Linked DNA regions of Sus scrofa: regions 2, 3 and 4 are each linked to region 1. The links are chromatin contacts, called in public HiChIP or PLAC-seq maps. All regions are on one chromosome and are shown on one strand. The core of a region is the stretch at or near the end of the contact, and the rest is flanking DNA. Distances in the headings are between cores, read along the strand shown.

The links. HiChIP or PLAC-seq counts read pairs in DNA pulled down with a chosen protein or histone mark.
Region 2: a contact with region 1 is called in an H3K27ac HiChIP or PLAC-seq map of alveolar macrophages. The contact joins the promoter of GDF15 here to the promoter of IFI30 in region 1. A contact is called at or near these places in 1 of 47 Hi-C or Micro-C datasets (embryonic fibroblasts) and 1 of 2 datasets of contacts at active chromatin or transcription factors (alveolar macrophages).
Region 3: an H3K27ac HiChIP or PLAC-seq map of alveolar macrophages shows a contact between it and region 1. The contact joins the promoter of CCDC124 here to the promoter of IFI30 in region 1. A contact is called at or near these places in 2 of 47 Hi-C or Micro-C datasets (blood and retroperitoneal adipose tissue) and 2 of 2 datasets of contacts at active chromatin or transcription factors (alveolar macrophages and skeletal muscle).
Region 4: an H3K27ac HiChIP or PLAC-seq map of alveolar macrophages shows a contact between it and region 1. The contact joins the promoter of ARRDC2 here to the promoter of IFI30 in region 1. A contact is called at or near these places in 1 of 5 promoter capture datasets (liver), 4 of 47 Hi-C or Micro-C datasets (blood, embryonic fibroblasts, fetal liver and 1 more) and 1 of 2 datasets of contacts at active chromatin or transcription factors (alveolar macrophages).

What each region holds. Positions count from the first base shown.
Region 1 is chr2:59,632,126-59,635,419 of Sscrofa11.1, reverse strand. IFI30 (IFI30, lysosomal thiol reductase) reads left to right here and starts at 1,706. Exons shown (of 7, transcript NM_001131046.1): 1 at 1,706-1,891; 2 at 2,883-3,065; 3 at 3,159-3,233. The coding sequence starts at 1,772. It overlaps LOC106507303 (a long non-coding RNA gene), which reads right to left and starts at 2,645. Exons shown (of 2, transcript XR_002341594.1): 1 at 2,246-2,645; 2 at 1-1,884.
Region 2 is chr2:59,409,693-59,412,986 of Sscrofa11.1, reverse strand. It overlaps GDF15 (growth differentiation factor 15), which reads left to right and starts at 1,631. Exons shown (of 2, transcript NM_001174056.1): 1 at 1,631-1,942; 2 at 3,183-3,294. The coding sequence starts at 1,660.
Region 3 is chr2:59,830,041-59,833,334 of Sscrofa11.1, reverse strand. CCDC124 (coiled-coil domain-containing protein 124) reads left to right here and starts at 1,774. Exons shown (of 5, transcript XM_005654904.3): 1 at 1,774-1,885.
Region 4 is chr2:59,776,967-59,780,260 of Sscrofa11.1, reverse strand. It overlaps ARRDC2 (arrestin domain-containing protein 2), which reads left to right and starts at 1,761. Exons shown (of 8, transcript XM_003123504.4): 1 at 1,761-2,364. The coding sequence starts at 2,106. It overlaps KCNN1 (small conductance calcium-activated potassium channel protein 1), which reads left to right. Exons shown (of 12, transcript XM_005654901.3): 12 at 1-251.

The sequences.
Region 1 (3,294 bases), core at 457-2,956:
CTACAAAGGAAATGGGTTTTGTGAATGGCTCCAAAAGGTCAGATGGGGGATTGTCCAGCTATTGGGGACTTCAGGGGAACCCCAGCTTCCATGAATGTGGCCATGCAGGCTGGGGTTTCCCCAGAACTGGAAGGGACCAGGCTAGGGAGGCTGGGGGACTGGGCTGTTTTCTGGGCCAGGGATGGGTGTTTCCTCCCGTGCAATCCAGACCCTTGTCCCGTCAAGGCCCTACAAAGTCTGAATGTCTCAGTTACTTCCCTGACACTCCCAGCCTTCTCGCCTTTATCTGGACTGTTTTTTTTTTGTTTGTTTTTTTTTTAATCTTTTTGTCTTTTTGCCATTTCTGGGGCTGCACCCACGGCATATGGAAGTTCCCAGGCTAGGGGTCTAATCGGAGCTGTAGCTGCCGGCCTGCGCCAGAGCCACAGCAACACCAGATCCAAGCCAGGTCTGCGACCTACACCACAGCTCATGGCAACGCTGGATCCTTAACCCACTGAGCAAGGCCAGGGATCGAATCCGCAACCTCATGGTTCCTAGTTGGATTTGTTAACCACTGAGCCACGATGGGAACTCCTATCTGGGCCATTCTTTCCTCCCTCCCACACTGCTGTCCTGTCCACACCTTCCCAGGCTTACAAACCCAGATGTGCCACCTCTACCCGCAGCCTGGGGCAACTCTCCCTCTGGTAGCTTTATTTCCCAAACCTCACTTCTCCCATTTTACAGAAGGGGAAGTTGAGGCTCCACCACTTGAGGTGCCCAGCACAGTCCCAGGGCAAACCTGGCTCTGGCTGATTCCTGCCATCCTGGGTCTTCCACGGGCTGATCCCTCACCCCCACCCCATGTACACACTATAGGCTTTCAGTTATGACTGCTCCGACTCGGCTTCTCCTCCAGCAAGGGAGCTGGCTGAAAGGAGGGATGGCCTGCTCTCCCCAAGCCCTGGAGGATAGAAAGAAGAAATGCCAGATTTTTTTCTCTCCCACCCCCAAGCCAGGAGTGGGGGACCAAGAGAAGGGAGGTGCCCCTCCCTGCTCTGGCTTCTGCTTTCTGGCCCAGCTGTGGCCAAGCCTGAGTCAGCCTCACGGGACCACGCTGTTGGATCTGGAGCTTCAGGGCTGGGGAGCCTGAGAGGGGGAGGGGGAGAAAGTTGGGAAGAAGGGTCCTGGGCCAGGCTAGAGGGAGGGAACGGGGATGCGGCAGCCCCTGCCCACTCTCAGGCAGAGGATCGGCCACCCCCACCCACATCAGAGCACAGGGTGGGAAGGCAGGGTCTCTGGGCTAGGGAGGCGGGGCGGGGCTAGGTCAACCTGGCCGCCCCCAAGAGGGATCCCTGGGCCCAGAGTGGCCCTCCTAACTCTCGGTCTTGCTGTGTCTCTGTCTCTAAGCCCCCACCTCACCTCTGCTCAAGATGCTCAAGCCTCACACGGCTGGTCGGGGCTGATTGCGGGAAAGGGACGGGGGAGATCGAAGAGCAGCTCATGGTCCATGCGACTGGGGGCCCAGCACCTGGTGGGGGTGGGGGTAGGGTGGAGCTCAGGTGGAAAAGGTACACCCAGAGAGGGAGAGAGAGGAGAGAAGAAAGAGAGAAAGAGAAAGAAGGAAAGAGAGAGAGAAGTCGAGATGCTTAGAGACGCCGCCCGGGCCCCCGAGGGGCGTGGGCACCAGGGGGCGGGTTCGGCAGGGGGGCTGGGCCACCGCCGGCTTAAAGGCGGCTCTTTCCCGGGGCAGCTGCTTCTGCCGTCGTACGTTGGCCCCTCCGTCGTGATGGCCTCGTCGCCTCTCCTGCCGTTCCTGCCTCTGCTGCTGCTGCTGCTGCTGGAGGTCCCCGCGGCAGCGCCGGCGTCCCCGCTGCAGTCACTCCTCCAGGGGGCGGCCCCCTGCAAGGTAGGGACGGCTACTCGGCGGGAGGGACAGCGGGGACTGGCGCCCCAGTAGGGGGCCGGCGGCTCCTCCCCTCTCCCCAGACTTCGGCGGAGTCGACCGGGCTCGGGAAGGTGCTTCTCGGATCGGTACTGACCCCCTCAAAAAACACCCCGCCTCGCTGGTCACACTTTCCTTTCTCTTTCGCTTCCTTCTGAAATCTGAGTCGCTCAGCTATCCCCCACCCATCCCCCCGCAATTCCCCCACCCACCCCCCGCAATTCCCCCACCCCATCCCAGGGTGCATTGAGCACCTACTGTGTACCTCTGGAGCGGGAATCAGAATCTCTCTTTCAGCCCAGGGGAAGCCCGGATTACCTAAGCGCCCACCCGCATTCGTCAGGGGCTCCCGGGAGGAGCTCGCGTGTTTCTGGTGCGGAGGAAGCAGATGCCCCGGAGTCTGAGCGACTTGCTCACAGACGCGGGCGACCGCCACCCCTCAGCTGTAGCCGGAAGTCAGCACCTATTAGGCGCCGCCTCTGCAGTAGCCTTGGGAGGGGTTCAGTGAGCCCGCTGAGAGGAAGAATTTAAAAAGGAGTCAGCGCGGGTATAGACGCTCGCTCAGCTCCCGGCCAGGGCTCTGGGGATGAAGTGACAAATGAGCATGCTTTCGCGGTACGCACCGCTCAGAAGGCAGGATTGACGGCAGGGATCAGAAGTGAGCATGCCTTGAATTCTTACTGCTTGCAGTCCCCCCGCGTGGGGAGTTTCACCTAACCTGGAGGAAAGCAAGACTTGTGCATACATGAACTGCCTACTGTTTTCGAATCTTTTTCACATCCATTTTGCAGACAGACTGAGATTTAGGAAGATTTAGGGATGCTGTGAAGCCTTTAAGTCAGGATTCCATCTGGCAAGGTCTGGAAGGAGTGTATCACTTCCTGTTTGCAGCTCTTTTTCTGCAAGAGAACCAAGCAGGACTTCGTTTGATTTCACACCCCTTTCTCCCACGCAGGCCGGTGAGCCATGCCTGCAGAGACCCGTGGGGAAGTCTGACCCTCCACCTGTCAACGTGAACCTCTACTATGAGTCGCTGTGCAATGGCTGCCGGTACTTCCTAGTCCGAGAGCTCTTCCCCACGTGGCTGATGGTCTGGGAAATCCTCAATGTCACACTGGTACCCTATGGAAACGCCCAGGTGTGTGGGCACCAGGGAAACTGGGGGCACTCGGCCAGGGGAAGGGAATGCGGCTGGTGGGGGGCAGCCAGCATTTACCCCATTGCCTTTCAGGAACGAAATGTCAGCGGCAGGTGGGAATTTACGTGCCAGCACGGCGAGCAGGAGTGCAAGATGAACAAGGTGGAGGTGAGCAGCCCCAGAGTTCCCGAGTGGGGGGCATAGAGGCTGAGGAGTCTACTGGTGATAA
Region 2 (3,294 bases), core at 382-2,881, 220 kb after region 1:
AATGTTGGCTTCTCACCCTTATTGATCTTGTAGAGACGCTGCCTCAGACAGCGCTCCCTTTGCCCCACCCACCCACAGTTAGTCCTGGGCATCTTTACCTTTTGCTGACCTGCCCTAGCCACATTAGAATTATTTAGCACTCTGCTTTACCTCTGGGACCCAGCCCCTGCAGGGGGCATGGCAGGGTGACTGCCTATCTGGTCAGCTCTGGACCCTTTACTGAGCATTTACTATGTATGCCAAGCTGGTGGCGCAAGAGGCCCAGCCTCCCAGTGGCCACGGTCAGGATGATAGCGTGACCAGGGGTGTTTACTAAACCGAGAGCATCCCCAGGGATGACAACCCCACTGGGTGACAAACCCCACTGCAGAGGCTGAGACTGAGATAGGAGTGTCAGAGGCTTGACTGGGCTCACGTAGCAAGTGGGTACTCCTGGATATGCAGGAGGCTGGGACTGTGTTCTTCCCTGGGAACCTTGCTGTGTGACCCCCAACAAGTCCTTGAATCTCTTGCCTGCACACACTGTTGTCACACTTTACACCCACCCACAGTCTGCCTTGCACATCTGCCCATCCCCTCTGAAGTCAGGGGGCTGGAAACAGGCCCAGGAATGATGCCTGGGGCCAGGAGTCCTGAGCAGTAGAGCAAGGTCTAGGTCTAGGTGCCCCAGGGAGAAGTGTATTTCTGGGACACCCCCTTTCCTTCCATCATCTGGTGGCTGCACCTGGCACCGGTCCTCCCTTCCCTAGGCCCCAGCACCCTAATTTTCTGCCACCTCCTCTTTGGGCCCAGCTAAGGGATTGGGGCCCAGAGGACCTTCATCCTTGCCCAAGCCTTCAAGAAGCTCTGTCTGGGGCAGACAGAACCAAGCACACACACTCCCAGTGCTGTGGGGTCAGGGCTGGGCTGGAGGAAGGGATGAGTTGGAAACACTCTGCTGAGCATGAAAAGATAATGTCAGAGAAGGCTTCCTGGAGGAGGGCTTTTTGAGTAGGGTTTTGAGGAATGGATAGGAGTTCCTCAGCTGAGGAACTGCAAAAACATACAGTTTATCAAGCACCTGCTATGTGCCTGGCCCTGTCCTTTACACCTCATTTGACCTTCTCTCCAGGGAAAGTCTCAATCCTAATTTTCCAGATGAAGAAATAGAGGTGCGATGAAGAGGAGTGACTTACTCCAGGTTGCATTTCCTGGCTCTTTCTGGCCCCTTTCCCTCTACTTCCTTTGTTCTTCACTATCTTCAGCCTTTGACCCTAAGCAGAGAGGGGAGAGATGGACTCCCATGGAGGAAGAAGGCTACTACCTCTTAAGCTCTTGCTATGGAGTTTAGCACATAGTAATAAATCTTTTCTGAGAAAATTATTCTTTCCGCCAGCCCACCTAGCTGAGATGATGTCCTCATTTCACAGCAGAGGATACTGAGGCTTGGTGTGGAGCTTAGGGGGGTTCCCCAGCATACCTAGTATCACCCCCCCCAATCAAAAGCACCACCCCATGAAAAGCACCCGAAGACTCCTCCCAGTTGTGGTCCCTGGAGTGTTTACTCTGCACCCACGGCGGGCGGGACCAGGCAGGCAGGGGCGGACAAAGTCCGGGGACTATAAAGGCCGGTCCAGCAGCGTCCGGTCAGTCCCAGCTTAGTGCTTAACCGTCAGAGTCATGCCTGGGCAGCTACCATCACCACCGCGCCGCTCTCCGACGCTGCTGATGCTGCTGATGCTCTCCTGGCTGCCGTCGGGAGGCGCCCTATCTCTGGCCCAGGAGCACCTCCCAGCTTTACCGGGACCCTCAGACGTGCACTCCAGTTCAGATGTCTCCAGATTCCGGGAGTTGCGGAAACGCTACGAAGATTTGCTGACCCGGCTTCGAGCGAACCAGACCTGGGAAGACTCGAACCCGAACCTCATCCCCGCTCCTCAAGTCCGGATAGTCACTCCAAAGTGTGAGTAAAATTGGGAGACCCCACTCTGGGCAGCACTCATCATCTCACCAATTGTTCTGAGACACAGATCCCAAGGCTAGCGGCCCAGCCTCAGTTTCCCTACCTGTGAACGGAGCAGCTACGTCCCACCTTGGGGCTGATGGGGGAGGTAACGGCCGGGTTTGCAGAAGGACGAGGCGGGGCTTAGCCAATCTGAGATGTTACAACACCTTCCGCGGCGCAGATGGGGAAACTAAGGCCAGAGGATCCAGCGACTCTACTGAAGGCTCACAGAGCCTGGAGAACCCAGACGCAAGGTCGGGCGCGGGGCCGTGGTCCCTGCCCTTGGATGTAAGGAAAGGATAGTAGGGGGATTTCCAGGGGAGTAAGATCCAGGGGTCCGGCGGAAGGGAGGAGAGGGGGCGGAGACAGAACGGTGCGTAGAGATGGGCAGAACCTGCTTGGGCTGGTTCCGAATCTGATGCAATCGCGCGCCAAGACACTGCTGAAATTGCACGTGACTGGTTCCCTAGGGAAGAAGTGGAGTATTTTCATGCCCTCCACCCAGCCTCCAGAGGGCAGAGGGGGCGCAAGATCTGGGCTGCTCTTAAGAACTGAGAGGGGTTGAGGGGAGGGGTTGAGGGAAGGGTGTTAGGCAGAGAGTTCTTATCCCGCCCTAATTCCACTTGTGCTGAGGAACTCCATGTAAACCTCTCTCCCCCTCTGAGCCTATTGACTGGGTTGAGAGTCCTCAAACCTCAGTCTCTCCAGTGTCCCCAACATCTGTACCAACCTGGAAGTCTGAGAATTCTGGGGAGCCAGGTACCCTTCATTTCTCAGATAGATCCAGAGAGTTGAAAACACAGTAGCTGCTGTATCCCCAGGGCCTTTTGTAGGCACTTAGTCTGTCTAAAGATGAGATATGCATTCATTCCTGCAAGTATCAAGTAAGCACCTACTGTGTACCAGGCGCAGTGGTGACCAAGCAGACAGAAACCCTTGCTGAGATTCTGGTGGCGGAGACAGATGCTACACAACGAAGTAAAATAGGACTGTGTCTATTTCAGGCAGGCTGGAGGGATGTGTAATCAGCCATGCAGAGATTCAGAGCAAGAGCATGGCCAGTAGAGGAAGTAGCTCGTGCAAAGGCCCTGATCTGGGATTCAGCTTGGAGTGTTGGAAGAAATGGGCATTCCCCTACCCCTCCCCGCGCCCGGCACACAATACTCTCGTGAGTGACTGGCTTTCCTCTCTCCTATAGTTCGACTTGGGCCAGGCGGCCACCTGCACCTGCGCATCCCTCGCGTCAACTTAACTGAGGGGCTCCCCGCAGCCTCCCGCCTGCATCGGGCCCTTCTCCGACTGTCCCCGAC
Region 3 (3,294 bases), core at 525-3,024, 200 kb before region 1:
GACAAGCCTGGCTCTTTCTTTAAATTGGAAAAAAAAAAAAAAGAAAAAAGAAAAAAAAAATTTTTTTTTCTTTTTAAAGACTGGCTCTTTACCAGTAGAAGCTTAATTAGGTGTTGCCTTTGGCTCCTCCATTCCCCACCCTATACTGAACAACAATAAAATGTTCATGTTGAGTGCCTTCTTCTCAAATATCGTTCCAGGTGAATGGCTGATGCTATGAAGGAAATAAAAAGAGGGCCGGGGTGGGGCACCAACTCCTGGGGAGGCCAGGTAAGGTCCTTCTTAGGAAGGGATATCTGGTCAAAGTCCTGAAGAAAATGAAGGGGTCATTCATGGAAAAAGCTAGGGGCAGGGGGAATAGCACTGACCAATTCCCTGAGGCGGGACTTCATCTGGCATTTTGAGAAAGGAGGCTGATGTGGTTGGAGCTGAGAAAGAATGGGGATGAGGAGGAATGGGAGGTGAGGTCAGTCTTGCAGGCCAGTAGGGATCCACTTGGGGCTTGAGAGCAGGGGAGATACACGGATCCAATTTAGGTCCCTGAGGTGTCACTGGGGTTGCCTTCGGGAGAACAAACTCTGTGGTCAACTTGTCCTGCCTAAACTGCCCCCAAATCCATGCCCTGCTTCTCTTCCTACAGCCAGGCCCAGTACAGTCATCCTCAGACCCCTAATATAACCATTTTTACAGAGAAGGACCCTGAGGCTTAGTGAATGCACAAATACAGGTGCCCTGGACAAAGAGGCCCCCCAAACCTATTGCTGAATAAAATAAAAGAGCAAGATATGTGGAATTCCCTCGGTGACTCAGCGGGTTAAGGATCCAGCACTGTCACTGCTGTGGCTCAGGTCACTGCTGTGTGGCCAGTCTGATCCCTGGCCTGGAATCTCCGTATGCCCTGGACGCTGCCATAAACAAACAAAACAAAACAAAGCGGGGTGGGGGGGGTGATAGCAATCCAGGAGAATGGTCCCGGAGGAATTTGAGTCTTTCCATTACTTTGGTCAAATTCAATTTCTTTTTTTTTTTTTTTTTTTGTCTTTTTTGCTATTTCTTGGGCCGCTCCCTCGGCATATGGAGGTTCCCAGGCTAGGGATCCAATCGGAGCTGTAGCCACCGGCCTACGCCAGAGCCACAGCAACGCGGGATCCGAGCCGAGTCTGCAACCTACACCACAGCTCACGGCAACGCCGGATCGTTAACCCACTGAGCAAGCGCAGGGACCGAACCCGCAACCTCATGGTTCCTAGTCGGATTCGTTAACCACTGCGCCACGACGGGAACTCCCAAATTCAATTTCTGTTCTCTGAACCTGGAAAGCGCAGAGTGTTTTAATTTCTGTCCCTTTAATCTGCTCCCTCCCACTTTAAGCTTCGCACAAGGGAGGCAAAAAAATGTGGGCTAGATGAGAGTCTTCAAAGCACAAAGCGACTGCGACAGCGAAGAGCCTGCCTGAGAGGCTTCCTCTGGATAAGGGGATCAACCAACCACGCGTAGACCGCGGGTTCCGGCGCGCCCTGGCGGCCAAGCAACTCCTGGCTGAGGCCACTAAACTCACGTGTGAAGCCGAGGGAACCATTTTTCATCTGGACAACGGCCATCTTGGTAAAGGCAATGCTTTAGATTGTAGCTTTTAATCTTCTCTCCTGACTTGTTAATATCTGAAGTAAGCGCAGGGGAGGAGCGTTTATACAATATTCGCTCCCTGAAGAGACAAAGAAACGGCTAACTTCCTGGACTTGGACTGGAGACCAGGGCAGTATTTTCTCTACCAAGATGGCGACGGAGCTCTGACATAATCAGCGCGCGCCGCCCGGGGCTCTGAGCGCAGGCCCCCCTCGGTGACGTCACAGAGGCGCGACCGGGCCGGCGCCGGGGGAAGGAGGTAGGAACAGTGGCGGCGCGGGCGGAGCCGAGGGGCGGGGTGCGGGTGGGCCCCGCGAGGCTGCTGGGTCTGGGACCACCCATCTGGAAGGGCTGGAGATGGGGTGCTCAGAGACGGGGGCACCTCTGGTCCCCAGGCTCCAGGGCTCCCGCGGAGGCTATCCCCATTTCCCTGAGCGGGCGATTGAGACCCAGAGAGACAGTGTTCTGTTCTAGGCCACCTAGCTCCAGCCCTTCCCTCAGCAGCTTACAAACTTGGGGTAACAGTGCTGAGTACAGACGTCCCTGGCTTCTTGTAATGGGGTCAGGACTGGGAAGAGGATGACGGTCTGGGGGAGCCCAGAAGAGGTATCTGGAGGACTTCTTGGAGGAGGCAGCGTTGAGTTTCATCTTTTATTCTCTCTCTTACTTTCACAACCGCTCAACCACGTGGTTCTTGACTCCCTCCTAACTAACCCCTGCTTAGCCAGACCCCCTGCTTGAGCTCCCTGCTTCTGTCTCACTCATCCAGTTCACCTCCTCACCAAGCCCAGAGGGCTCTGACGCCCTCCGCACCTTCCCCAAACCCTGGAATACAAATCCCCCTTTCCCAGCCTGGCTCCCCCACACTTCTGGGGGCTTGGGGCTCCCCACTCCCTCAGGCCTTTTCTTAGCTGTCTCCTCCAGGAAGCCCTCTGACACGCCCTTCCCACCTCTCCACAGACAGGTCGGAAGCCCCCTCCCAGCTTCCCTAGCACCTGCTTGTCCCCACCACAGCTCTGATCTTGAGTTACCATTCTTATTGTCTGTCTCTCAGCCAGCCTGGGAATTCCATTAAATCAGGAAGCCCATCAGCAATGCCTTTCCCCAGCATCCCACACGTAATGCTAGGTGCTCGGTGCGTGTTTACTGAATGACAAAGTGTGTGAGAGAGCATTTATCGAACAAAGAAGAAAAACTGTATTAGTTAGCACCAGCTGCCATAACAAAATACTACAGACTGGGTGGCTTAAACAACAGAAACGTATTTGCTCACAATTGTGCAGGCTGGGAAGGCTAAATTCAAGGTTTGTTCCCAGTGCAGGCTCTCTTCCTGACTTGCAAACGGCCATCTTCTCACTGTGTCCTCACATGGTGGAGAGAGTGAGCTCTGGTGTCTTTTTTCTCTTCCTTTTTTTTTTTAGGGCCGAACCTGTGGCATATGGAGGTTCCCAGCCTAGGGGTCAGGTTGGAGCTACAGCCTACATCACAGCCACAGCAACACCAGATCTGAGTCACGTCTGCAACCTTCACCACAGCTCACAGCAAACACTGGATCCTTAACCCACTGAGCGAGGCTAGCGATTGAACCTGCAATCACATGACTCCTAGTCAGACTGGTTTCTGCTGCACCACAACAGGAACTCCCTTTTTTCTCTTCTTATGGGTGCA
Region 4 (3,294 bases), core at 512-3,011, 140 kb before region 1:
CTGAGTTGGGCTGAGTGGACTGGGGCCCGCCCCACCACGCCCCTCCTAGACTGTCCGGGCAGAGGGCAGGGCCAGACCGCAGGTGAGAGCAGGGGTGGGCCACTGACCACCGCTTCCTCCCTGACTGGAGCTGCAGGAGCCCGGAGCTTCCTCTAGTCCCCCGGCCCCCTGGCTCTCCCTAGGCCCCTGGTGGGTGTGGAGCAGCCAGGAGAGGGGTCCTTGCCAGTTCCAAATAAAGCAGGACCCACCCAGCTGCTGCCTGTTGTGTGTGGCTGGGGGCGCACCCGTAATCACATAACATGGGAGGTGGACATCCGACCCCAGGGCCCAGACAGGATTTGGGGGTCACAGTGAGCCCATCCCATCACTATCCTAGCCTGGCAGACTCCTGGACCTGAGTTCAGTCAGGGACAACTCCCTGAGGACATCTACATCAGTCCCACCTGGCCCCAGTAGGAGGCCCCTCCAGAGGGCATGGCCCAGGAGTTCTTCCTGTGGCTTAGTAGGTTAAGAACCCAAATAGCATCCCTGAGGATGCAGGTTCAATCCCAGGCCTTGCTCAGTGGGTTAAGGATCCAGCATTGCCACGTCATAGGTTGCAGCCACAGCTCAGATCTGGCATTGCTGTGGCTGTGGCTGTGGTATATAGGCTGGCAGATGCAGCTCCAATTTGACTCCATATGGAACTTCCATATGTCGTGGGTGTGGCCCTAAAAAATATGAGTAAATAAATAAATAAGTGGAGGGCATGGCCTGGCCTGCAGGAGGCAGCAGATAATCGGGAGGTCCTTCCATCTGGCTTTGCTGGAGCACCCACTATGAGCCAGGCTCCAGTAAGTACATGAGTAAGGAGGGCCATCCAGTCTTCAGGACCTGACCATAATTGGACCGGGAGACTCAGAGAAGTGAAGCCACTTACCGAATGAGGGAGATGGGGAGCCAGGGATTAAATTGGGGGTTCTACAGGTCAAGAGGAATTGGTGGAGGGCTCTCCATGGGGAGAAGAGTGGTGTGATCCTGGGGTGAGAGAGGACCTCCTGGGGTAGGATGGAGAGGAAGTTTCCAAACAAGTAGAATCAGGTCCCCTCAGGCCTTGGGCTCAGAATGCTGGAGTCGGGTTGGGGTGCCAGGCACTTGGCAGATGCTGGGCCCTGGGTGGAGAGGGAGGCTAATCTGGGCCCAGCTGAGAGCCCAGGCGCTGGCAGCCTCTGATAAGGCCAGGGGCCATCTGTTTGGGGATGATAGGATGGGCCCAAGAGTAAGAGTGTCTGGGGAGGTGTCAGTGGTGAGTGGTCAGACATGGGTTCAAGCCAGACTGTGCCACCGCTGGGTGCTTCTGGCCAGTGGTTGCCCTTCTGGGAGCCTCAGTTTCTTCTGTAAGATCAGGTGCCAGAGAATAGGGCACAAGGCTCACCCCTGGGAGCACTCAGGCTGATGGAGGAAGCACAGTAAACACACAGCAGTTGCAAACACAGCGACCAGAATCATAAAGAAATAAGCCCATAGCATGACTCTGAGGAGGTGACATTTGGGCGAGGGTGGGTACATTGGAGAAGGGCGTTCCAAGTAACAAAACAACCAGTGCAAAGGCCAAGAGCCAAGATCCGAGTTTGGTGTGTCTGGGGAACAACCAGATGGTGGCAGGGAGACCAGGGAGGAGGCTGGGGCGGCGCCCGGTCCAAAGGTGCCGGGTAGGGGACGAATGAGAACACAAGACAGCCGGGTAGCACCACGCCATCCACATCCGCCCCCGCCCGCCTCTGACTCAACAGCGCCTACCCTGCGAAAGCAGGGCCCGCCCGGCGCTGAGGGGTAGCAAAGTCAGCCGCGCCAGCACGCCGGCGGCAGGTCCCCTGAGGCCCGGGCGCGTCACGAGGCGGACGCGGAGAATCAGGAAGTCAGCCAACTCCGCGCCGGCCGGCGGCGCCCGCACAAGTTCGTAGAAGGAGGAGAAAGCTTGGGGGGCACCCGGAGGCGGCGGCGGCAAGGACCAGCGCTGAGACCTGGGAGGCCTGCAGACGCTCCCCAGCGGCGCGCCCGGCCTCCGCGGGCCCGACGGGCCCCCGCCGGGCGCGTCCTCCCCGCCGTGGGCCCCGGCCCGCGCCATGCGCCCGGGGGGCGTGCGCAGCTTCGTTCTGGAGCTGGCGCGGGGCCCGGGCGGCGCGTACCGCGGCGGGGAGCGGCTGTGCGGCCGGGTGCTGCTGGAGGCGGCCGCGCCGCTGCGGGTGCGAGCGCTCGAGGTGGCGGCCCGCGGCTGGGCGGCCACGCACTGGCTCGAGGGCCGAAGCGTGGGTATAAACGCCGTGTCCAGCGACTACGCGGCTGCCGAGACGTACTTGCGGCGGCGGCAGCTGCTCCTCCGAGGTGAGCCCCTCCAACCCCCACCCCCAAGCCAAGATACCCCGGGACCTTCTTCCGAGGAGTGGGCCCCCCTCTCCGGAGCCAGCCTTTCGACTTAGAGGCTGTGCAGTTGGGTGATCCTCCTCATGAAGTGGAGACCTCTTCCCCGGGGTGTGGACCTTCCTACCGGGACATCCACGCACCTACCCACTTCCTAAACCCTCTTTCCCAGGAATCCCTCCCAGGATCTGGGTGCACCCCATTCAGAGCCGGACAACCTCGACTTAGAGGTTTGCAGTGGAGACACCCCACCCCCTCACCCTCCACCACACACGCACTAAATGGGAGTCTGGGTGAATCCCTGGGTGGAGCTGGGAAATCCTTTCTGGATCACAAGATGCCACGTTAGCCCCAGGCCTGGGACCTCTGATTCCCAAAGAAGGGCCCTGTCTCATGTACTGTCAGTGCTCTTTCCCAGTGTTTGAAGGAAGGGCTCTTCACAGGGTTGGGGGTTCTGGTGGTGTTTGCACATGAGAGGGTAGGACTGTATCCTAGGCAGGGAGGAGACTTGGGCTGGCAGTCTTAGGTCTTGGACATGGCCTTCCCTTGCCCTGAACCTGAGATCCCAACCCTCAGGCTGTACAGCCAGTCAGGAGCAGAACAGGGGCCACAGAAGGAGTAAGTCTGTGTCACAATATGGTACTGTGTGGCTGAGGAAGATGCTAGACTCTCTGGGCTGCCCTGACCACCTCCTCTCAGGGAAGGCAGACCTCACCGTACCCACTGGCAAAATGGGTGGAGGCAGGAAGCAGCTCAGGCTTGGCTCCCTGCCTGCAGTACCCACCACACACCCGTTTTTTTGTTTTTTTTGTTTTTTGTTTTTTTTTTTCCGGCACTGTACACACCAGATGCTTTGCATGCAGGTTTGCAGCCTTGTCCCAGCAGCCCCCAGGT